2 separate regions of the Anolis sagrei genome follow, and region 1 is linked to region 2. A link is a contact called in public Hi-C data. All regions are on one chromosome and are shown on one strand. The core of a region is the stretch at or near the end of the contact, and the rest is flanking DNA. Distances in the headings are between cores, read along the strand shown. Region 1 holds the start of LOC132776977 (alcohol dehydrogenase 1A). Region 2 holds the start of LOC132776989 (alcohol dehydrogenase class-3).

What was found. A called contact is a pair of places that touch in the nucleus more often than the background predicts.
Region 1: a Hi-C map of mixed tissue shows a contact between it and region 2, with 6 times the contacts expected there. The contact joins the promoter of LOC132776977 here to the promoter of LOC132776989 in region 2. A contact is called at or near these places in 2 of 2 Hi-C or Micro-C datasets (both in mixed tissue).

The regions. Positions count from the first base shown.
Region 1 is chr5:26,342,710-26,348,232 of rAnoSag1.mat, reverse strand. LOC132776977 (alcohol dehydrogenase 1A) reads left to right here and starts at 3,573. Exons shown (of 9, transcript XM_060779183.2): 1 at 3,573-3,741. The coding sequence starts at 3,724.
Region 2 is chr5:26,106,283-26,111,629 of rAnoSag1.mat, reverse strand. It overlaps LOC132776989 (alcohol dehydrogenase class-3), which reads left to right and starts at 4,048. Exons shown (of 9, transcript XM_060779199.2): 1 at 4,048-4,137. The coding sequence starts at 4,126.

The DNA.
Region 1 (5,523 bases), core at 2,324-4,823, 240 kb before region 2:
GTTGTCATCAACTAGATGGGAAAAGCAGATGGAAACCTTGGAACTTCCATGGCATATTTTAATAACGAATTGATGTGTTTCATCAGTGACTGCCATTTTATGGACTGATGTGTAATATTACCATTTGAGTTTTTAGCACAGTGGAAGATTATAGAGATTATAGAATATCAGGGGCAGTGCAATATAATTTGCAGTCATTAGCAAAACAGCAAATAGTGGTAGCTGGTAAATTTCATGTCAGCAAAATGGGGATCTCCAAGGCACTAATCATATTTTGGAGGTAAATTTTGGAAAAGATTCATTAGGCTTGTGCAATCTGGGTAAACCTTGACCCATTTTTTGGGAACCTCCCGAAATCAGGCCGATATCTGTTTTTGTTCTGAGATGTCGAATGATCCATTTTCTATTGTCCCATTATGGGGGGAGGAGGAAGGCACTTAAGCTGTTTCTACTCTAGAGGAGAGGTGCTCAGCTGTAGGCAGGCATGCGCTTTAAGGAGGCTTCTTACCTGCTTCTACTCAATTCCAGGCATGTGCACACACTTTCTCACCTGGGCCTGCACACCATACACTCTTTCCAAGGCAAGGAGGCAAGTTCTCTGTTTCTTACTCTAGAGGAGAGACACTTGGCTGCAGGGAGGCACATGCGCTTTTTCTTCTTGGCTGCACCCTGCCAGCAGCCATGCACTCTTTCCAAGGCATTTTAAGGAGGCTTCCAACTTTCAGGTAAGGAAGAACAATGACCTCCTGGAAGAGGAGTGTAGTTTTCAGGGAATGAGAGTTTTCTTTTTTGTTTGCTGGGGAATTAAAAAAGAAAAAAAAGATCAAACTGTGATGCCAAAAAGGCTTAATCATTGTTTTAGTAATATATTAATGCCCTATGTTACTATTACTCAAGTTTGCTGAAGATAACAAATGTCAATCGCCCTACAGTCAAGTAACCCACCTGTAATATTGGGTCCATTAGCTAAATCAGTATTTCTCAAATATAAAATGGGAGCAGTTTTGATGAAGAACTCATAATAGACCCCTCAGATGTTGGTATCACCTAAAATAAAGCTCTCTCTGGTTAATTCACACACTATTCACAGCAATGCATTGGAAGCCTCTCTAGGTCAGTGTTTCTCAACCTTCCTAATTCCATGACCCTTTAATACAGTTCCTCGTGTTGTAGTAACCCCCAACCATAACATTATTTTCATTGCTACTTCATAATGGTAATGTTGCTACTGTTATGAATCATAATGTAAATATCTGATATGCAGGATTTATTTTCATTCATGGGACCAAATTTGGCGCAAATACCTGATATGCCCAAATTTGAATACTGGTGGGGTGGGGGGGGGGTGTCCATTTTGTCTTTTGGGAGTTGTTGTTGCTGGGACTTACATTTAACCTTCAACCAAAGAACATTCTGAACTCCACCAATGATGGAATTGAACCAATCTTGGCACACAGAACTCCTATGACCAACAGAAAATACTGGAAGGGTTTGGTGGGCATTGACCTTGAGTTTTGGAGTTGTAGTCCATCCACAGAGCGACTTCATGATGTAAGCAAGGAAACCCTTTGGCCTGAGGAAATATCTCACACTGAAGTGATGGGGTGAGACATTCTCACCCCATGTGGGGTGATTAAACCCAATGATTAAACCATTTGTGGATAGCTCTTTGTTCAGAGCCTTCCTTTGAAGCTGACACAGTGTGACTTGCTCATGACCACCTACTGGACTTTCATGACCAAGTAGGGATTCAAAACTGGTGTCCCATTATATTAGTTCAACATTCAAACCATAACATATGATGGCTCTATTATTAGCTAATAATTAGCTGATATTAAATAAATTAATAAACAAAAATAGCCAGAGCATTTTTTTCCTCATGTTTGCAATCACTTGTATTCTTTACATTACATTCTTTACATGGAAAGATGTATGTATGGTCCTGCCAGGCTGGCTGATTTTCTTATATGAGGTAGAGTGCATTCCTTCTGTTTATTTCACAGATCTACGGTGATGGGTGCATGATGCTATTTATGTTAGTTGGCATTCCCCTGTATGCAGGTTTCCAGATGTATTTATGGCACTACCAGTGTCATATAAGAAATACACTATTTATGACACACTCTTTTCTTCTTAGCATTTAATAACTCACCTCCTAGTTAAATTCTAATGTGAGCAGGAATTAGGGTTGCCAGGTTTCCAAACAGCAATAAGGGGCACTTGAAATTTATGATGCAGAGGGCCAACAATTGGGACACAGTCATTAACATGTTTGTGTTTTACCAAAATTCCAAATTAAAGTGTTAACTTGGCCATGTATTTTTCTATACAATTAATATATTGTCCACATTCATACATTACATGATGCGTACCTCTTTATCTGGGCTCTTGCCCAAAATATAGGATTGTTGGGCATCTTGTTTAGTATCTACCTGTAAATGGAAAAGCTTTCCAACCATCAAAGATTGGACTTCCCTGACAGTAAGGGACTCCTGCCAGTCTTGTAAGGGACAAAGTTTCCAATAGAGATGGCTGATGTTGTTGTATGCTTAGGTTTATGGCAGCCCTAAGGCAACTCTACCATGGAGTTTTCTGAGGCGGAGTGCGACTTGCATAAGATCATCCAGTGGGTTTCCATAGGAAAGAGGGATTCATACTCTAGTTTACAGAGCCATGGATCAATGTTCCAACCACTACACCCTATTAGAAACCCTAGTGGGAATCCCTTTCAGCAAATGGCAAAGATGGTTAAGGTTAATACCTTTCTAATCATCTTGGCTTTTGGCACTACACTGGCTGCTAGGAAATCAGTTTTTAAGGCTCAATACTTTTAATATTTTCTTACATTGCTTTTAATAGGGTTGTCTTTGAATATTATACAATCTGTTTCAAATTGTATCTATGAGCTTCCTGGGGTTACTGTCTTGGGAGACAGATAGGATATAAAATAACAAGAGCTCCATGCAGATGTGTAAGTGGATCATCAGAGAAAGATTTGATTCCTCCATTTCTTGTTTTACCAACATCTCTTGGTTTGAGTGTAATTCACAAAAGGCCTGTCACAACCAACAACTTGAGGCAAGGTTTTCTTTGTTTGACAAGCCTTGGCTGTGTTTTCTGGCAGCAGAAACTGTTTCCAAGGCGAACCCAAGGCATTTTACAAATGCTGCCCACCCAAAATGTTGGTAGATAGAACTATAGGCTGGCTGTCTTGTTTTTAGCTCTTGTGACAAAAAGATCTCATAAATAACTTTTGGACTTTCTTGGAGAATAAAAATACTATCAAAAATTGAAATAACTATTTTCTGTCCTTTCACGACCTTATTCTGCCTAATATCAGGGCCAGTTTTAGAGATCTTTTCCAGCTTCCATAGCCATGATGGAGATACATTTGATTTATCTTCCTTTCAAGCTTCTAGTAAACACATCCAAAGCTGGCACAGAGTGTCAACCCTTTTGCAGTATCCGTGTGATACTAAACTGTTGCCTGGAGTGAGGAATGGAGATTCAGTTGACGTATTTCCTTTCTGGATTCAAGGGTGGGACTTGGAAATCAGTGGGTTTGCTTAAAAAGCACCAAGGTCTGTTTGTGCAGTTGGAGCTGGAACACCGATTAGCAACCTGGCCAACATCCATTGAACAGTGAAGATTATTTAGATTATTGGCTTCCCAAAGCCAGAAAGAAAAGAAGAACAGAATCTGCAAAACCAAGGAAGAAACACTATGAGTACTGCTGGCAAAGTAAGTACCGAGTTGCATGCTTCTTTTTGGGAAAGTTACTTTTCTAGACCACAATTCCCAGAATGTTACAGCCAGCATGCTCAAGCCCTGATTGCTCATTTCCATTTCTACTAGAAAATTAAGATTCAGTTATATGGTGATGAGCCCTGGTGGCGCAATGGGTTAAACCCGTGTGCTGGTAGGACTGAAGACCAACAGGTCGTAGGTTTGAATCCGGGGAGAGCACGGATGAGCTCCCTCTGTCAGTTCCAGCTCCCCATGCAAGGACATGAGAGAAGCCTCTCACAAGGATGGTAAAATATCAAACATCTGACCATCCCCTGGGCAACGTCCTTGAAGACAGTCAATTCTCTCACACCAGAATGATTTGTAGTTTCTCAAGTCTCTCCTGACATGAAAAAAGGAATATTAGAAATAAGTCTTAAAAGTCAACTTGATGCATTTATTTGCTAATTGTCAGTAAAATTAATTGCACTGGAGATAGCAAATTCTAATATAGCCAAAACTCAGCATAGAAAAAGGAAAATACAGTTAGCAGATGAACAATCTTCATAGAGTATGCTCTATAAGTGAGAAGAAATGTACTGATGTGAAACGTGGCAAGCAAGCACATAGTACAATGAAACTTTCTTTGCAAAAGTGAAGTGTTTTTTTAAAGGTCCAAATCGGATAGAAACCAGCCTACCATATTCTTCAGCTGAAGAGTTAAACATATGCTTCGCTCATTCAGCCCATTCCATCTGGAAGCAATCAGATTTGGCAATACTTGTCTTTTCCAGATAACATTAAAGCCATAAATTACTTATGACTGCCAAATATCTCTCACTTTTCATTATGATTTAAAATCAGAACATGAGCTAATTTGTTAAGATTTTATCATTCTGGTTTACTTCTAAATATTAAATACACCTAGAAAAGGAGCCACGGTGGTACCATTGCACCAGTTGAACTGTTGACCTGAAGGTTGGCGTTTTGAACCTGCGAGATGGGGTGAGTTCCCATCTGTCAGCTCCAGCTTCTCAGGCAGGGACATGAGAGAAGCCTACCAACAGGATGGTAACACATCCGGGCATCCCCTGGGCAATGTCCTTGCAGATCAGAAGCAACCTGCAGTTTCTCAAACCATTTCTGACATACACACACAAAGAAAACCTAGAAAAGTATCACTTTTAAAACAATTGCATCATTTTTAAAATTAAAAAATCCACTTTACAAATCAGTTTTAGAAATATATTAGGAAGTGATGCTAGGATCAATAGTTATGGAAAGAGAATTCAGCATCAGGGTTTTATTCCCAAGTAGAGGCATGAAATCCATGTGTACAAATTCAAAGCAGAGATTAGAAAAATAAAGGTTTTGAACCACAACTCCTTGGCTCTCCATATCAACATAAACATTGCTGGCTGAGGGCTGCTGGAAGTTGTAACACTTCTGAGCTTTGGTTTTCCTTCACGAATGAAGCCATGGAGAGCTGTGTGGCTATGGTTCAGTGAGTGACAATATAAATGCATAATGCAAAATGCTATATTCGTTAAGATTTGGAAATCCTTTACTGTCAGTTTTCTATGCTAACCTATTTAAGCTGAAATGCCTTCTAGGGAAGGGAGGCCTGGAGTGGTCACATTGAGATTGAACTCTCTCCACCTCTAAATTCTCCAAATAGTTGGAACTTGAATGGGACTATAGAGCATTGCAAAACCAGCCAAGGTCTCTTCCAAACTGATAGGGTTACCATTTTTTGCCAACACCCTTCATTGTTTGAGTCAAGAGATTAACCCTGCA
Region 2 (5,347 bases), core at 2,799-5,298:
ATTTGTATTGAGTTGTCTCCCATTTGGAAGACTTTTGCAATCCAAGAATTTCTTACAAGTCGGATGGAACAGATTGTACTGTTTCTGAGAAACAAAACAAAACTCGTTTGTATCTCCTTCAGGATTCTACAAACCTAAATATCAATGGCCATATAATCCAGTTTTTGAATCCAGAATTTATGCTTTGAACTGGATTATATGAGTCTACGCTGCCATATGATCCAGTTCAAAGAAGATAATCTGGATTCAGAAACTGGGATATATGGCAGTGTGGACTCCGATATTCCAGTTCAAAGCAGATACTATAGGTTATTCTACCTTGATATTCTGGGTTATATAGCTGTGTGCAGGGGCCCTCAGATAACCCAGTTCGAAGCAGTTATTGTGTACTATCTGCCTTGATATTCTGGTTTATATGTCTGTGTGGAAGGTCCCTTAATCTGGAAGCATTCACAAGAAACTTAAAATCCACAGTCCGGCAGCTGTGATAAAACTATAATCTTCAATGTTATAGTGCCATCTAATGTTCGCTTTTTTCCTGCTATGTTTTTCATATTGTTTCAAATCAGCAAAAATATGGAAATAATTTGTTTGTATTATACCTATATATCGTATATACTCGAGTATAAATAAATACCGTATATACTCGACTATAAGGCGACCTGACTATAAGCCGAGGCACCTAATTTTACCACAAACTGATTGATTCGAGTATAAGCCGAGGGTGGTAAATACATCAGCTACTGGCAAATTTCAAAATAAGCATAGATATCAGTAAAATTACATGTATTGAGGCATCAGTAAGATAAATGTTTTTTAATATTTACCATATTTCAAAGAAAAACAGTAAACTAGCTCTGTAAGTGGAGAAGGAGAGTAAACAAAAACAATATGGTATCAACAATAACTTTATAATAATATTTATTTATTTATTTACTTTATTTAGATACTGCTTTTCTCAGCCCTCAGGCGACTCAAAGCGGTGAACAACATCAATACAAAACATCACGAGACAAGTATAGGGCAATTAAAAATAATTGTAACATAAATCATGAAACATCCATATAACAATCATTAGCGCCTCAACAGTAAAATCAGAATCCATTCTCATCATCCATTATTCCGTATTCCTATGTTCAATTACACTGTTTAATCAAATGCTTGTTTGAACAGCCAGGTCTTCACTTTCATCCGAAACACCAGCAGGGAGGGGGCCGATCTGATATCTGCAGGCAGGGCGTTCCACAGCCGAGGGGCCACCACTGAGAAGGCCCTGTCTCTCGTCCTTGCCAAGCGCGCTGTGGCCCAGTCTGGTGATCTGGAAAATAAAGTAATGAGAAAGTGTTGGTTTCAAATATATGTAACGTCTTTCTGCTTGTGGGTAAACAGTACTTCTTGCTGTTTCTTTGTCAGTGTTAATGTGGAGATTGTCTGGTTTGCTTCCTCTGGAACATGCAACATATAATTGTCCTTCTTTAGGGATCCCTTTCAAATCTAGGATATTATGTGTGTGTGTGAATCATATTTATCTATCTATATCTATGGCTGGATGGCTCTTTGTCAGGAGGGCTTTGATAATGTTTTCTTGCCCTTGTGAAGGGAGTTGGACTGGTTGGCCTTAAGTATTTTCTGTTGGTCATTGGGGATCTGTGTTGGAAGTTTGCCCCAATTCTGTCGTTGGTGGGGTTAAGAATGCTCTTTTATTGTAGGTGAACTGTGAATACAACTCCCAAATGTCAAAGTCGATTCCCGCAAACCCCATCTGTGTTCATATTTGGGCATATGGAATGGTCCAGATCCATCATTATTTGCGTCCACAGTGCACTCTGCATATAGGTGAACTACAACTTCCAAACGTAAGGTCAATGGCCACCAAACCCTTCTAGTGTTTTCTGTTGGTCATCAGAGTTCTGTGTGCCACATTTGGTTCAATTCCATCGTTGGTGGAGTTCAGAATGCTCTTTAATTGTAGGTGAACTATAAATCCCAGCAACTACAACTACCAAATATCAAGGTCTATTTCCCCCAAACCCCATCTGTGTTCATATTTGGGCATATGCAATATTCGTGCCAAGTTTGGTCCAGGTCTATCAATGTTTGGGACCACAGTGCTCTCTGGATGTAGGTGAACTACAACTCCCAAACTCAAGGTCAATGCCCACCAAACCCTTCTAGTGTTTTCTGTTGGGCATGGGAGTTCTGTGTGCCACATTTGGTTCAGTTCCATCGTTGGTGGAGTTCAGAATGATCTTTGATTGTAGGTGAACTATAAATCCCAGCAACTACAACTCCCAAATGACAAAATCATTATTTTTTTTAGTAATGGTCATTCATTGGGTTGTTAGCCGTATTCTGTCCAAATTTGGTGTCAATTCCTCCAGTGGGTTTTGAGTTATGTTAATCCCACAAACGAACATTACATTTTTTTATATACTAGCCGTCCCCTGCCACACATTGCTGTGGCCCAATCTGTGTATAAGTGTTTTGTGAGTGTGTTTGTGTGTTTTGTGTGTGTATATATGTGTATATGTGTGTATTTATGTTTGTGTATATGTTTATATATGTGTGTTTGCATATATATGTAGTTTTGTGCATGCATTGTAATACATTTTTGGTTTTTTGGCTTTTTAAGTCTCTTCTGCTGTGTTTTTCAGTGTTTTTATGAGTGATGGTCACTCATTGGCCTGGTTGCTTCTGAGGTGAGAGAATCAGCCGTCTACGAAGACGTTGCCCAGGGGAAGGCCGGATGTCTTGCAATCCTGCGAGGAGGCCGGTATTGCACCACCTGACATCCGCCGGGAAGTAGCAGCCAATAGTGAAAGGACCAAGGCAGAGACATCTCCAGCTCATCCCGTTTGGGTATCAGCCAGCACGTCAACGACTTAAATCAAGACATAGTTTTCTTAGATCTACAGAGACACTTGCTGGAACCAGAGGCGGCCCTAGGTAATTTTCAACAGTAAGCAAACAGTATTTTGGCGCCCCCCCCCCCCCCACCAATCATTGATATATATTTTCTGTTCATCGTGGGAGTTCTGTGAGCCATATTTGGTTCAATTCCATCATTGGTGGAGTTCAGAATGTTCTTTGATTGTAGGTGAACTATACATTCCCGTAACTACAACTCTCATATGTCAAGGTCTATTTTCCCCCAAGAGCACCTCAAGAGTGCCCCTGGGCAAAATCAACTATACTGCAAATGCTTACTTTGCGTAATGGGTTGCTGAGGCTTCCCCCGACTGCTAGGGCTGTTGTGAGCCGAGGGGGCGCTCCTCAAGTGGCGGTCGAGGGGCATTTACAGAGGCGCCTCTGCGCCCCTGGCAAAAAAAAGTGTACTGCGACTGCTTACTTTGAGTAATGGACGAGCCGCCCCTGGCTGGAACACCTCAGCAAGCGAGAGTCCAAAAGTGGCAGACCCAAACCCAGAACCTCAATCCATGGGTGATACCAGATGACAGACTCCCCCCTGGGCACACAAGACTGGGCGACTTGGAAGGCGCTGAACAGACTGTGCTCTGGCACCACGACATGCAGCGCCAATCTTAAGAAATGGGGCTACAGGGTGGAATCCTTGACATGCGAGTGCAGAGAGGAGCAAACCACTGACCACCTGCTGCAATGCAACCTGAGCCCTGCCACATGCACAATAGAGGACCTCCTTGCAGCAACACCAGAGGCACTCCAAGTAGCCAGATACTGGTCAAAGGACATTTAATCAACTACCAAGTTTGCAAAATCTGTGGTTTTTTTAAATCTGTTTGTTTTGTTCTGTTAGAAATAAAATGGTATGGTTGCTGATGACACGATAGATAAATAAATACCCATTGGCCTATTAGGTGTATTGTGTCCAAATTTGGTTTCAATCCGTCCAGTGGTTTTTGAATTATGTTAATCCCACAAACGAGCATTACATTTTTATTTATATGGATTAGATAGATAGCTGAATTGATTCTAATGGAACCCTTGGGAAAGAGCGCCCCCTCGCGCCCTAAATCAGTGAATGCAGGCACTGAAGCCGGTGCCTTGCTTCGGAGGCGGCGCTCAGAAGAGGACGCATGCGCAGTGCAGCAGAAGGGGGCGTCTTGCAAGAGGCAGACCAAGAAAGGGCTCTTTCTGGTGAAGGCCATGGCGAGCGGGGTAGGTGCTTGCATTGCAACCCATTGGAGGGCTTAAAAGTCTGCAAGGAGCTGCATTGAAAGGGGTTGCATGGTGGAAAGTGTTGAGGGAAGGAAGCCATAGGGAAGGGTTGCCTTAAAAGGAGGAATGGGAGAAATCCATGACTTTTGCAAGAGAGGAAGCTGCTCCCTGAATTATAATCTGTGCATTATATTTTTTAAAAGGCTGTTTTGCAAAGGAAAGGAGAGTTGCCTGCATGCAACTCTTCTACTTTTGGGGGAGGATCTGTTTTCCACTTTGCTCATGCTCAGAGGCAGTCTTTATAGCCTTTTTCCTTCTGAGTTTCTCCTGGGGGAATGGTGCTACAGAGCAGGAATATATGCAAAAATGCTGGAGCAGGCCTGGGCAAACTTGGGCCCTCCAGGTGTTTTGGACTTCAACTTCCACAATTCCTAACCGCCGGTAGTTGAAGTCCAAAACACCTGGAGGGCCCAAGTTTGCCCAGGCCTGTGCTATCGCAATTCAATCAAAAAGCTTAATTAATTTGGTGTCAATTCCTCCAGTGGGTTTTGAGTTATGTCCATATCCAGTGTATCTATGACAATTTAAAGACTTGCTGTTTCTATTTCTCCAAGTTATGTAACTTGCATTTGCCCTGTCTCCTTTCCTTTTGTTGAAAACGTTTATGGACCTCTGCCTTGCTTGAAGACATCCTTTAGTAAACATGTTGTAAAATTCAACATGGCATAAATTCAACATAATATATCAGGTTCTGACTCAAACCGCCTTTTAGTGCATTTTCAAAACTTTTCATGCACAATATATAAATCATTTACTTTGATCTGCTCCATATTTTTGCTCAATATTCATCCGGTCAGTGTAAAAGTAAGAGAAACAGAAGAAAGTAAATATTTTACTGGGCATCAGGCCTGTTTGTACCTTGTTCTGTTTAGTAATAAACTAATTTGTGGGCAGGCAAGTTGAACTTTTCTGCAACTACCATTTTCCCTCCCATGTTTTGGTATAATATTAGAAAACGTACACTATGACTTTTGTGTTGTTCCATACACAACTGTGTCAACTGAAACTACATGCCATTGTTTGTATTCCACTAACTGCTAAACAGATTTGAGCTGCCAACCTTTTGGTCAGCAAGTTCAGCAGCTCAATGGTTTAACCCACTGTGCCACCGGGCAGCAATTGCAATTAGCTACTGCATAATTGTGATGTT